Linked DNA regions of Anser cygnoides: region 2 is linked to region 1. Evidence: chromatin contacts called from public Hi-C data. All regions are on one chromosome and are shown on one strand. Each heading gives the region's core, a stretch centred on a gene start, on an enhancer-like site or on the middle of the called end of the contact. The rest is flanking DNA. Distances are from core to core; before and after follow the strand shown. Region 1 holds the start of SOCS5 (suppressor of cytokine signaling 5). Region 2 holds the start of TTC7A (tetratricopeptide repeat domain 7A).

The links. Hi-C and Micro-C count contacts between places; a contact is called where the count stands out from the background.
Region 2: a contact with region 1 is called in a Hi-C map of liver, with 2.4 times the contacts expected there. The contact joins the promoter of TTC7A here to the promoter of SOCS5 in region 1. A contact is called at or near these places in 3 of 7 Hi-C or Micro-C datasets (all in liver).

What each region holds. Positions count from the first base shown.
Region 1 is chr3:30,112,890-30,118,471 of Taihu_goose_T2T_genome, reverse strand. It overlaps SOCS5 (suppressor of cytokine signaling 5), which reads right to left and starts at 1,285. Exons shown (of 3, transcript XM_066993808.1): 1 at 1,137-1,285. CRIPT (CXXC repeat containing interactor of PDZ3 domain) reads right to left here. Exons shown (of 6, transcript XM_013171097.3): 6 at 2,552-5,370. The coding sequence ends at 5,351.
Region 2 is chr3:30,250,518-30,256,118 of Taihu_goose_T2T_genome, reverse strand. TTC7A (tetratricopeptide repeat domain 7A) reads right to left here and starts at 1,428. Exons shown (of 20, transcript XM_048079466.2): 1 at 1,217-1,428. The coding sequence starts at 1,367. It overlaps MCFD2 (multiple coagulation factor deficiency 2, ER cargo receptor complex subunit), which reads left to right and starts at 1,387. Exons shown (of 4, transcript XM_066993815.1): 1 at 1,387-1,508; 2 at 1,897-2,045; 3 at 2,739-2,898; 4 at 3,928-5,318. The coding sequence starts at 1,906. The coding sequence ends at 4,059.

The sequences.
Region 1 (5,582 bases), core at 36-2,535:
AGACAGATCAATTACTACGAGAGCCAGTCTTTTTCTGTGCAAATTCAGTTTTAAATAAGGTTACATAAACGCAACCTCGGGTAGCACTTTTCATTCATGTCATCCCCCTGCAAACAGCTCACTTGGACTACATCTACCCTAAAAACATTTTCTTGTAGGAATATACCACAGCACCACCAACAAAAATAATCCTGGAGTTGTTGCAGTTTATGTGGGAAAAGCTGTTCGTTTACCAAAGTAAAGGGAGCAACACAGGCCATAATGGGATGAGTTTTGGTGGAAAAGCACTGTATTTTTCATCACAGGGCTGGCATGGCATAACCAGGGGTGGTACCCCACATGCAGGGAGAGTGGTGCCCCGTGGGACGATCTGGCTGTGCACACACTGCCTAACACCACCGGTTACAATCGCAGCAACATCTCATAAAACTTCAGTGGGCTTTAGAAGAGATGAAAAAAAGAAAGAGAAGCATTCCGAACGTGTTCAGGGAAGGGGAGCGTAACTCCTGCATGCTGCCCACCCACATGCATGCCCTGACCAGGTGCCAGGCCAGGTGGCCGTGATTCCTTGCAAGCACCGAGCCATGGGGCTGACACCACCAGCACCACCAGCACCACCAGCACCACCAGCACCACCAGCACCACCAGCACCACCAGCACCACCAGCACCACCACCAGCACCACCAGCACCACCAGCACCACCAGCACCACCAGCACCACCACCAGCACCACCACCACCACCAGCACCACCACCACCAGCACCACCACCACCAGCACCACCACCACCACCAGCACCACCACCAGCACCACCACCACCACCAGCACCACCAGCACCACCACCAGCACCACCACCACCACCAGCACCACCACCACCACCAGCACCACCACCAGCACCACCACCACCAGCACCACCACCACCACCAGCACCACCACCAGCACCACCACCACCACCACCACCACCAGCACCGGGCCGTCCCCTCACAGCACCGCCCCGAGCTGCGCCCCCAGCCGGTCCCCAGCCGCGGCAGCTCCCCGGGGCGGCCACCCCGGCCCTGCCCGGACCTGCGGCGGCGAGGAGCGGCCGCCGATGCCGCCCCGTTCCCGTTCCCGTCCCGGTCCCGTCCCCACGCACCCACCGCCGTGCCGGGGCAGCGGCCCCTCAGCGCCGTCCCGGCGGCCCCCCGGGCCCCTCCGGCCGCCGCAGCGCCGCCGCCATGTCCCGCCGCCGCCTGCCGCTGGGCGCGCGCCGTGCGCTCCGCCGGGCCCCCTCCCGGCCCCCCCCCGCCGAATGGAAAATAGCTCCCCCGGCCCCGCAGCGGGCAGAGCGGGAGCGACGCCTCGGCAGCCAATAGGAGACGGGTTGGCTCGCGGCGCGGCCAATGGGAGCGGCGGGCCGGGCGGGGCGGGGCGTCGCGCGGCCTATCCGGGAGCAGCGCCCGGGCTGACCCGCTAGGATGGCTGCGACGGGCCTCCGCCGCCGACCATCTTGGAGTCGGGCGCGATGCCCAGTCTGGGAAGGGGCTCGCCGGCGGCCATTTTGGGTTCGGGCGAGGGGCGCGGGGCGGGGCCGCGTCACGTGGCGGGGCAGCAGGCGGAAGCGGCGCTCGAGGAGCCTCAGCCGGACTCGGCCGGACGCGGCGGGGCTCGGGCGGCTTCGGGCGGCTTCGGCCGCGCTCGGCCCCGTTCGGCCCGGCTCGGGCGGGTCCGCCGTGAGGGCGCTGTGGCACATTAAAGGCTGTTGGAGCCATGTTGTTGTCGTTGTCGTACAGGGGCTGTGCCCTGTGCAGAACGCTTCTCCCTCCTTTCCCTCGCTTCTTCCCTGTAATGGGGAGCGAGCTCACTGCCTGGCTGCGGTACAGCCAAAACGCACCGAATCGCACCACACAAAGCGTGCTGGTCGCTGCTAGGGTGCAAGGGAGGGCTGGGGGAATGGCCTCAGGTTGCGCCAGGGGAGGCTCAGGTTGGAAGTGAGGAGACATTTCTTCTCAGAAGGAGCAGTCAGACATCGGAAGGGGTTGCCCAGGGAAGTGGTGGGGTCACCGTCCCTGGGGGTGTTCAAGGCAAGGTTGGACGTGGTGCTTAGGGACATGGTTTAGTGGGTGTTACTGGTGGTAGGGGGATGGTTGGACCAGATGGTCTTGGAGGTCTCTTCCAACCTTGATGATTCTGTGATTCTAAGTTACTGTTACACCAAAGGGAAGGGTAAAGCCCTGCACCTGGGGAGGAACAACCCCAGGCGCGTGTTGGGGCTGACCGCCTGGAAATCAGCTTTGTAGAGAAGAACCTGGGGGTGTTGGTGGACACCAAGTTGAACACCAGTCAGCAGCTCGCAGCAAAGAAGGCCTGTGGTGACGTGTGGTGCCTGCAGGTCGAGGGAGGGGAGCCTTCCCTTCTGCTCGGCACTGGTGAGGCCACACCTGGAGTGCCGGGTCCAGTTCTGGGCTCCCCGGTACAAGAGAGATGTGGACGTGGTGGGGAGGGTTCCAGTGAAGGGCCATGAAGGTAGTTAATGGACTACTAATGGATGGTAGTTAATGGCACCTCTCCTGTGAGGAAAGGCTGAGGGAGCTGGGCTGTTCAGCCTGGAGAAGATCAGGGGAGCTCGTCAATGTACATAAATATCTGAAGGGAGAATGCAAAGAAGAGGGAGGCGGGCTATTTCTAGTGGTGCCCAGTGACAAGACAGGAGGCAATGGACACAAACTGGAGCACAGGAGGTGCCCTCTGAACATCAGGAAATTATTATTTTTTATTTTTTTTTTTACTGTGCAGGTGACGAAGCACTCGCAGAGGTTGCCCAGAGAGGTTTTGGAGCCTGCATCTTGGGAGATCTTCAAAAGCCACCTGGATGTGGTCCTGAGCAACCTGCTGTTGGTGGCCCTGCTTGAGCAGGGGTTGGACTATGGGACCTACAGAAGTCCCTTCCCACCCCATCCAGTCTGTGATTCTATAACATTTAGTATCACCACATCACCTAAAAGCCTTTGCTTCAGAAGCATGACTGAAGTTACAATTTATTTCTGCAGTTACCCACTGCTGACTCCACCTGTATAAAAGTTACATAAGTCAGTTTTAACTTCAACTTTCAGACTGTTTCCCTTTTTAATGACTTCTGTAGGAAGCATTCATGTTTAATTCTAGTACATAGTAAATATTTTTTATGCTAGATACTTATGGACTTCTCGGAACTATTAAGTTTGATTAAGCACAGACCCTAAAGCCCCAAATGTGCTGTATCTCTTCTTATTCATAGACCAAAACCTCTTGATGTTACTGTTTTTGTCGGGATTAAGCTACAGTTTCAGCTAGAACAATAGCAGTTAATCCTACATCCACAAAGATGCTACATCCCTGTAACTAGATTTTCATCAAAATATCATTTACACCTCAATCCTATTAAATATATTCATATTTTAGTGCATGTGTAAAGTTTTACATTCTGAGACAGAAATAATAAAGGAGAGAAAAAGCTTGAAACTTTTCATAGAGTAGAGCAATGGCTGGCACCTTAGAAATCATTGCTGCTCTTATGCAGACGTTCCACATGGCCTGGAAGGAACCCCATTTAATATAAACCCTATCCACACAGTATCAGACCTCTTCAGTTTGTCAAGAGGAATTAAGGTCTTCAATCTAATAATTGCTACTTAAAATCCAACATCTCTCGGATCTACTTGTGCAAACATGCTTGTCTGAACAACCTCCTTCCTACTTCCTTCCTTTTGTTTCCACAGCAGGACATCTTTTGGGATGTCCCTTAATTTCTACCTGGATTAACCCCTTCATGGAAACACAGAAGAAAAAAAAGAAAGAAAAAAAAAGAAAACCAACATAACTGAGTACAGAGATTAAATACAAAACTCCATGCAATTGCAATGAACTGATGGAGAACTAGCAGAATAGCCAATATTAACTGACAGCCTCTATTCAGCTTTGGTAAATAAAGTTGCCTACATTTTGTGTACCTATGTGTGGTACTCTTGGGGTCATTGTAATTTCTTCCCTTATATCATGTTTTATCAAGACATCTGAACGGTTCATTACTCAAATTTGCTTAGGTGGCAGTCATTCAGAAAACTGGTAAAACCAAAGCTTGTAAAGTTTCAGAAGACTGATATTTAGAAGACAGAATCTGAAAGTGGGTTTCATTGCTGCCACTGACACTTTTTAAGTTGTTAGGATTTTCTTTGGTTATGCTTTTTTAATAGACTCTTATGACCAAATATATTGTTTTTTTCTTAAATCTGATTCTGCAACAATTTATGCGGTCCAGGGTTTACAGAGTTACAGGACAGGGAATCAGGGATCCCTGACTTCCAGCACAACCCAAGAGAACTCATTTGTGCTGCTTTAACAGTACAGAAGGCAAGGATATACACAATGTGTTTTCATACATTATATATCAACGTTTCGGTAAATAGCAGAAAGGGAAAAGGGTAAAACAGAAAGGAAGGAAAGCTTATCTTGTCCTCAGTAAGTAAAAAAGTGCAAGACTAGCATAATGACTTTAAATCTTCCTGTTAACTGACCATTGCCACACACAGCTGCTTTTTAGGTGGCAGACCGAAGAGGATAGGTATGAAGCTGCTACTACACAACATGATTTGTCTAAAGAGCTTGCACCGTACAGTACAGTATAAGTAGCATAGCTGTAGCCTGTTTAGGCTGTCAAGTAAATCCACCATTATAGGAGAGGGTTGCACCAGATGACCTTCTGAGGATCTTCACAACTTTAATTGTTCTATGATTCTTTTCTCAATTTTAATACACTCCAAAACACAATTTCAGCTTTACAAATTGTCATTCGCACCTAGAATTGTAACTGAAACTGAAATGGTACAAAGGATGCAGGCTGCAGACTGGATTTTACCTGCCCTCTCTGCCAAGCCTACTGACAGCAGATGGCCTGCTCCAGCTTTTGATGTCTGTGCATAAACAGAAAGGAAAGTTAGCAGCTTATCTTACTTACCTTTCTCCCTTCCAAAAGTACAAAATAAAAAATAGTTATTCAGAGGAAATCTGTGATGGACTAGGCAGTCTCTGCAGAGCATCCACACAGGGAAGCACTCTGCCTCTTCCTTGCAGAAGGTTTGTTGGATTTTGTCTTGCTGAAAGCTTGTTGGATTTTTTTTTTTCCTTCAGCTGTGTTACTTGGTTTAAGAGAAAGTGCTACCTCTCTCTGTCAACGTTCCTCCCTCGCCTTGACTTTGAAAGCACTTTGGAGCAGGTTCTCTTGCTTTTTGAGGACAGCACTGATGAAATAATTACCCAGAGTGAATTTGAGAGCAGAACATCACGGTCTCCTTTCCACAGGGACTGTTGCTCCCATTGTTATTTCCCATGGCCTGCATTACTGTTCCACCACAGCAGCTGAAAAGAAAATACAGTGATTTGGCAACCTAAGATCAACAGTTTTCTTCATTTAATAAAAACATCTTCCATTATGGCTTGCTGCTCAGGCAAATAACTAGCAACTGAATAGAGAGAAATAATCAACTGCTTCATTCTTATTACCTTATGTTTCATTTGGGGAATCTGATGGTGGGATGGAGGAAAAGAAAGATAATAGGGTGCTGCTTTAA
Region 2 (5,601 bases), core at 179-2,678, 140 kb before region 1:
CGAGAAACATCACTTAGCATTTTCGAATGCTATTATCAGCACTACTTTTTTTAAATAGCATTACACTAACATTTAAACAGGATTAAGAGAAAACTCATCATCTGCAAGACACATAAATAGTAACTCTGAGGGGTGAGAGGAACTAGTGGAGGAAAAGAGGAAGTAGTGTTAACTTGGGGTATTGGAAACATTGTTATCTATGAAAAATAAAATGACATTTCCTTTTAATTAAACGATTTTTCCCTGATTGGATCCTTTCATTTTGACAGCAAAGCTCACTCTTGTGTTGTCACTAATGTAGCAATTAATTTAAAAGTGAGTTTTGTGATGAAAAACTGTAAGACCAGTCTTAGCAAGCATTTAAGTACACGCTTAAAATTTGTGAATGTACAAGCATGAAAACTTGCTTCAGACTAGGCATAAGCCATGATCTTCACTACAGAACAGTAACTGCATCAGAAGCTTAATATTTTACTTAGAAGAAATTATTTTCTATGAACTTTAAGATGCATCACTTGCTAAAAACATCTCATCTGGCGGCGTAGCTGGAGCTCTCGCTTGATGGGTCTAGTTCAGCAGCTCATTCATTCATAGAAGGAGTATCTCAAACAGCCGGCTGCTGAGTCAAATAGGGTAAGAACGTCTTTGTAAATCAAAGAAGAAAAAAACCAAACGAGCACTGTGTGTCACACAGACTTCGTGTTCCAGAGCCCGAAGCTGCGGAACGGGGGCGCAGGGCAGCGTCCTCCCCGCACTCGCAGCCCGTGGGGCAGCCGCTGCCCGCTCGCCCCCCCCGCGCGAGGCACAGCGCGCGTGCTGCGGCCCGAGCGCCAGCGCACACCGGCGCGGGAGCGGAGCTCCGCCCGCCCGACGGCCGGCACGCACCTACCGCGCGCCGGCACCGCGAAACGGGGAAGCGGCACAACACAGCGGGCCCTGCGCGTGCCCACCCCCAGCCACAGCCACTCGTACGCGGCACCGGGGAGCACCCAGGCGCTCGCCGGCCCCTCTGCCGGAGGCGAGAGGCGCAGGCACAAGGAGGGACCGAGCCCCCGAACCGCCGCTCCCCGGGCACCCGGCCAACGGGCGCTGCCCTCGGGACCGCCAGGGGAAGGCACCGCGGAGCCCCCCCCCCGCGGCCGGACCAGCACCCCGGGGCTCCCCCCGGCTCCCGGGGCAGGTCAGCGCCCCGCTGCCGCTCCCCCCGCCCCCTTACCGGCTTCCTCGGCGCCCGCCGCCGCCTTGCGGGGCGCCCTGGCGGGGGGCAGCAGCTGGTGCCGCACCAGCAGCCGGAGCTGCGCCCAGTGCCGCTCCGCCCGGCACCGCTCCAGCTCCCCCGACAGCTTCACGTGCCACAGCGCCGCCATCTTAGCGCCCCGCCGCCGCCGGACCGCGGGGCGCCGCCGGGACGCGCCCACCGGCCGGGAGGCCCCGCCCACCGGCCGGGAAGCCACGCCCATTGGCCGAGAGGCCCCGCCCATCCGTCGGGAAGCCACGCCCACCGAGCGGTAAGTCACGCCCACCGGCCGGGAAGCCACGCCCACCGAGCGGGAAGCCACGCCCACCGAGCGGAGCCCCCGCGGCGCCGAGGCCCCGCCCCCCGAGGGTGAGGCCCCGCCCCTTCCCGCCGCACCTGGCCGCCGGCGAGCGCTGCACGCGGCCCTGCGGGCGCCGTGACGCGACCGCGCCCCGCCGCAAGGTGCAGCCGGCGGGCGGGGCGCCGAGGGGCGGGGCGGGGCGGGGCGCGCGCATGCGCCGTGGGCGGAGGGGAGCGCAGGGCCCGGCTCCACCTGGGGGCCAGGGCCGCCATCCCGCGGCGGCGGTTTAACGGCTGCGGGCGGCGGTTTAACGGCCGGGCGTCGCCCGTCTCTCCGCGCTCTGTTTTCCTCTCCGCAGGAGATCGCCATGGCCCCGAGGGGTGTTGGAGCGGCTCTCCTGTGCTGCTGCCTGGCCGCCTCCCTCCTCGGCGCCCTGGCTGAGGAGCGCGGCGGGGAGGGCCAGCACGCGAACATCCGCCTCGATAAGAACCTGGTGCAAGATAAGGAGTACGTGTCCCGAAAACGCCGACGGTGCTTCTTAGCCGTCTGCTTACCTCCTGCGGCGCCAGGCGGGTTAAAGGCGAGGGCAGCCGCCCGGCTCGGGGTACCGCGTGAAGAGCTGGGGGCAGGCAGGAGGCAGCTGCTGGAGAACTTGACAGCAGGTGCCAGACCCGGAAAGGTCTCCGGAGCCTTCAGCACAACTCACGCTATAAGTGATTTCTTACAGGAACCCTGCTCGCCTAGATCAATGTACTTTAGACAAAACAGTACTTTAAGCGGGCAGGGAATGGTTTTCTTCTTCCTTGCTTCTTCACGCACCAAAGAGAGGTAGCAGCAAATGCAGTTCCCTAGTTCATGTATGAGTATAAATGCTCTTCCTCCAGACCCTTTGCTTTGGAAAACAGCCCAAAGGAGACTCTGAGGGCTGCTTGGCTTGTTTTTGTAATCAGTTCAGTAGGCCAGAAGAAAGAGGAATAGCTACCTAAGACGCTAGGGGCCACTGCAACACCTGTAACAACCAACCTTTGTGCCTTTCTCATTTTAGTGTAAAACTGTCAGTTGTCCTGGTTGTCTAGGGTGCTTTTAGAGATACAGTGCTTCCTGTGCACTTGACTGCTTGATCAAAGACTAAATTTGATGTCAACATAGAATTAAATATTAACTAACTGGTATGTCGCTTGTTGTTTTTTTTTTTCTTAGACACATCATGGAACATTTGGAAGGTGTTATTGAAAAACCAGAATCTGAGATGTCTCCGCAAGAGTTGCAGCTTCATTACTTCAAAATGCATGATTATGATGGCAATAATTTGTTAGATGGGCTAGAGCTTGCTACCGCTATATCACATGTCCACAAAGAGGTAGGTGGTATATTGTAATGGCTTGTGCATTTGCAAACAGTTCTGACTTTCTTAAACCAGCTTTAAGTAGCATAGTCACAACACACCTTCAGTGCAGTTACAGTAGAACAGTTCTTGTGAAAACAAGACTATTATCCCTTTGGCTTGATTTATAAACATACTAACTTTATCATAGTTTTTTCATGTCACATCACAGTTTTCAAGAAGACTCCACTGTCGTTTAAACTTTACTGTGGGCGAAGAGTGGAAATGATTTGACAAAGGGGATACTTTGATAGCCAGGGATGGGGAGAGGAAAAAGGGAAATTGTCCACGATGGAATTAAGCTGATGTGAGGTTATAGAAGTAGCACGTGATACGATGCTGCTGCAGGTTCTAAGCCTGCTGTTTTCAAGCCCAAACTATTACTGCCGTGGATAAGCGAAGAGACATCTTGCACAAATTCGGCTTAGAAGAACCAGTCATGGTCTGCCTTTGTTTTCTTCACCTTTCTAAACACATTCTCTTCCCAGCTACAAATATTTAAGGACAGATGCAGGTACGATCCTTGGGAAGACAATGCTAACGCAGTATCACATACTGACCTTTTACTACCTTTAAGTTACACCACTGTACTGAACATGTTTCTTTTCATTTCTCACTCTGTTACACGTTCTGACACAAAGGATGATGTTTCTATACAGTACAGAAACTATATGTCTGTGCGACATAAAGATTCAAATTAAGAACACATCTGCTAGGTTAGTCTATCGTTGTACATTGTGCTATTTAGCTTTTAGATCTCTTGGCTAAGAATATAAACTGGATATAACGGATACAAAGCACTTATTTTGAAGTACAGAGAACTTGGACTTAATAGCTTGCATCTGGTAAAAGTTCCATATATTGGAATAAATGATTATATAAATCTTAGAACCACATTAAACGTCAAATATGAACTGCTTAACAAAAATTAGTTGTCAGTAATATGTCACGTGCCACTAGATGGGAAACACCGCTAAACTTTTCTTTTTTTTTTTTTTTTTGTAGGAAGGTGGTGAGCATACCCAGGCAATGAAAGAAGAAGAGCTAATTAGTCTAATAGATGATGTCTTGCGAGATGATGATAAGAACAATGACGGATACATTGACTATGCAGAATTTGCAAAATCACTGGAATAAGGTTTTGCAGGGGGCTTGTTTCTCCTAGCTAAATGGAAATGTGACCTGGTATAATGTGATCTATTACTCCTGTCGATCTTTGTGCCACAGTGTTAGTGAGGAGAGGTGTACCAGTTGCAGTGGAATTTCCTTGAAAATTGTACCCGTTAAGAGGCTGGCTAATGCAGACTGATAGGTGTGTTTGACTGAATGGTTGAATCTTGCAGCATGGAAGCATCAACAGTATTCTCAAATTCCAATCTTTGATTATTGAGTTATATAGTACTTGTTTGCTTACATCTTAAAATTATTTTTGCTTACATTTTAAAATTAGAAAATACCTAGAAAGCAAGAAAAGATAATGTGTCAAGGAGATGACTGTATATCAAGGAGAAATTTCCTTACCATCCCACTAATTTCAAAGGAAACTTGCATACAAGTACAGGTGCTTGAAACAGTAATTGTAGAGGAAAAGTGTGTGAAACTGGTTTGTTTTGGAGGTCCCCGTGACACCATATGGACTTTTAACACTATGTTGCAAGAAATTGAGCATTATTAAATATATGTATATCCTAGTATACTCTCAAATGTTATATATAAATACGTATACATGATTTTCAATTTATTCTCATCCTCCACAAATTTACTTTTTATATTGCATTTTACTAAATTTTTCTCTACCTTCCCTGGTCTCTTCTTACAAAAGTGAAAGCATTTTATTACATTTATAATGTTGTATTAATGCTGCATAACATATACTTGAGTAGCTTCTGCTATCTCGTTTTGAAGGTCATGTTAACAGTAAACCAATTTAATATAAAAGTTTCAGTTCAATTTGATTCTTACAGTATTAGCCAGCAGGATAATCTGTGAGCAAGTAATGCTGCCTTGTTGAGGTTTAAGTTCATTTTCCTTGATGCTTAAATTATGGTGTTAATTTCAGGAGTTATTTCATAACTAACAGTTTCAAGATACTTGAATGTTTGTCAACAAACATGGTTCTAGGAATGTTTTCATTGTCTTGAGTCAATAATTGGTAAGTCAAGCAGTTGAAAGATATTAAACAAGTGGTGTATTGCTGCTTTGTTGGTATTTGGTAACTGTAAAGCATAACAGAAATCTTAAATTGCATTCAATCATTATCCCTGAATAGAGAATCTAAATGTTAGCATTTCTCTAAAATGTATAAAGAGCTATTTTCTGTACAAAATTATTCTTATACAAGAGAAACACATTTGTAAAAGAAATTACTTCCTTTGTTTAAATGTTTGAGCAACGAATGAATGAGTGTTGCACTTTTCTTTCTTACAATAACCACTTATTTGGATGCATTTGTAGCCAGGGTTGTGTTGGTTGTGCAAGCAATAAAAATAATTTGGGGTTCTAGCACTTAGGAGCTGGACATGCAAGGTGGGAAGTCCTACTGAGGAATTTTCCTTAATTTTCTGATGTATTTTTAAGCCCATCTCTGTTGCCAGCAGTCATACCAAAAGCAAAGTTCTTTTTTTTACAGGACAATTAATTTGGAGTGAATGTTGAATTTGAAGGAAGTACAGAACATGT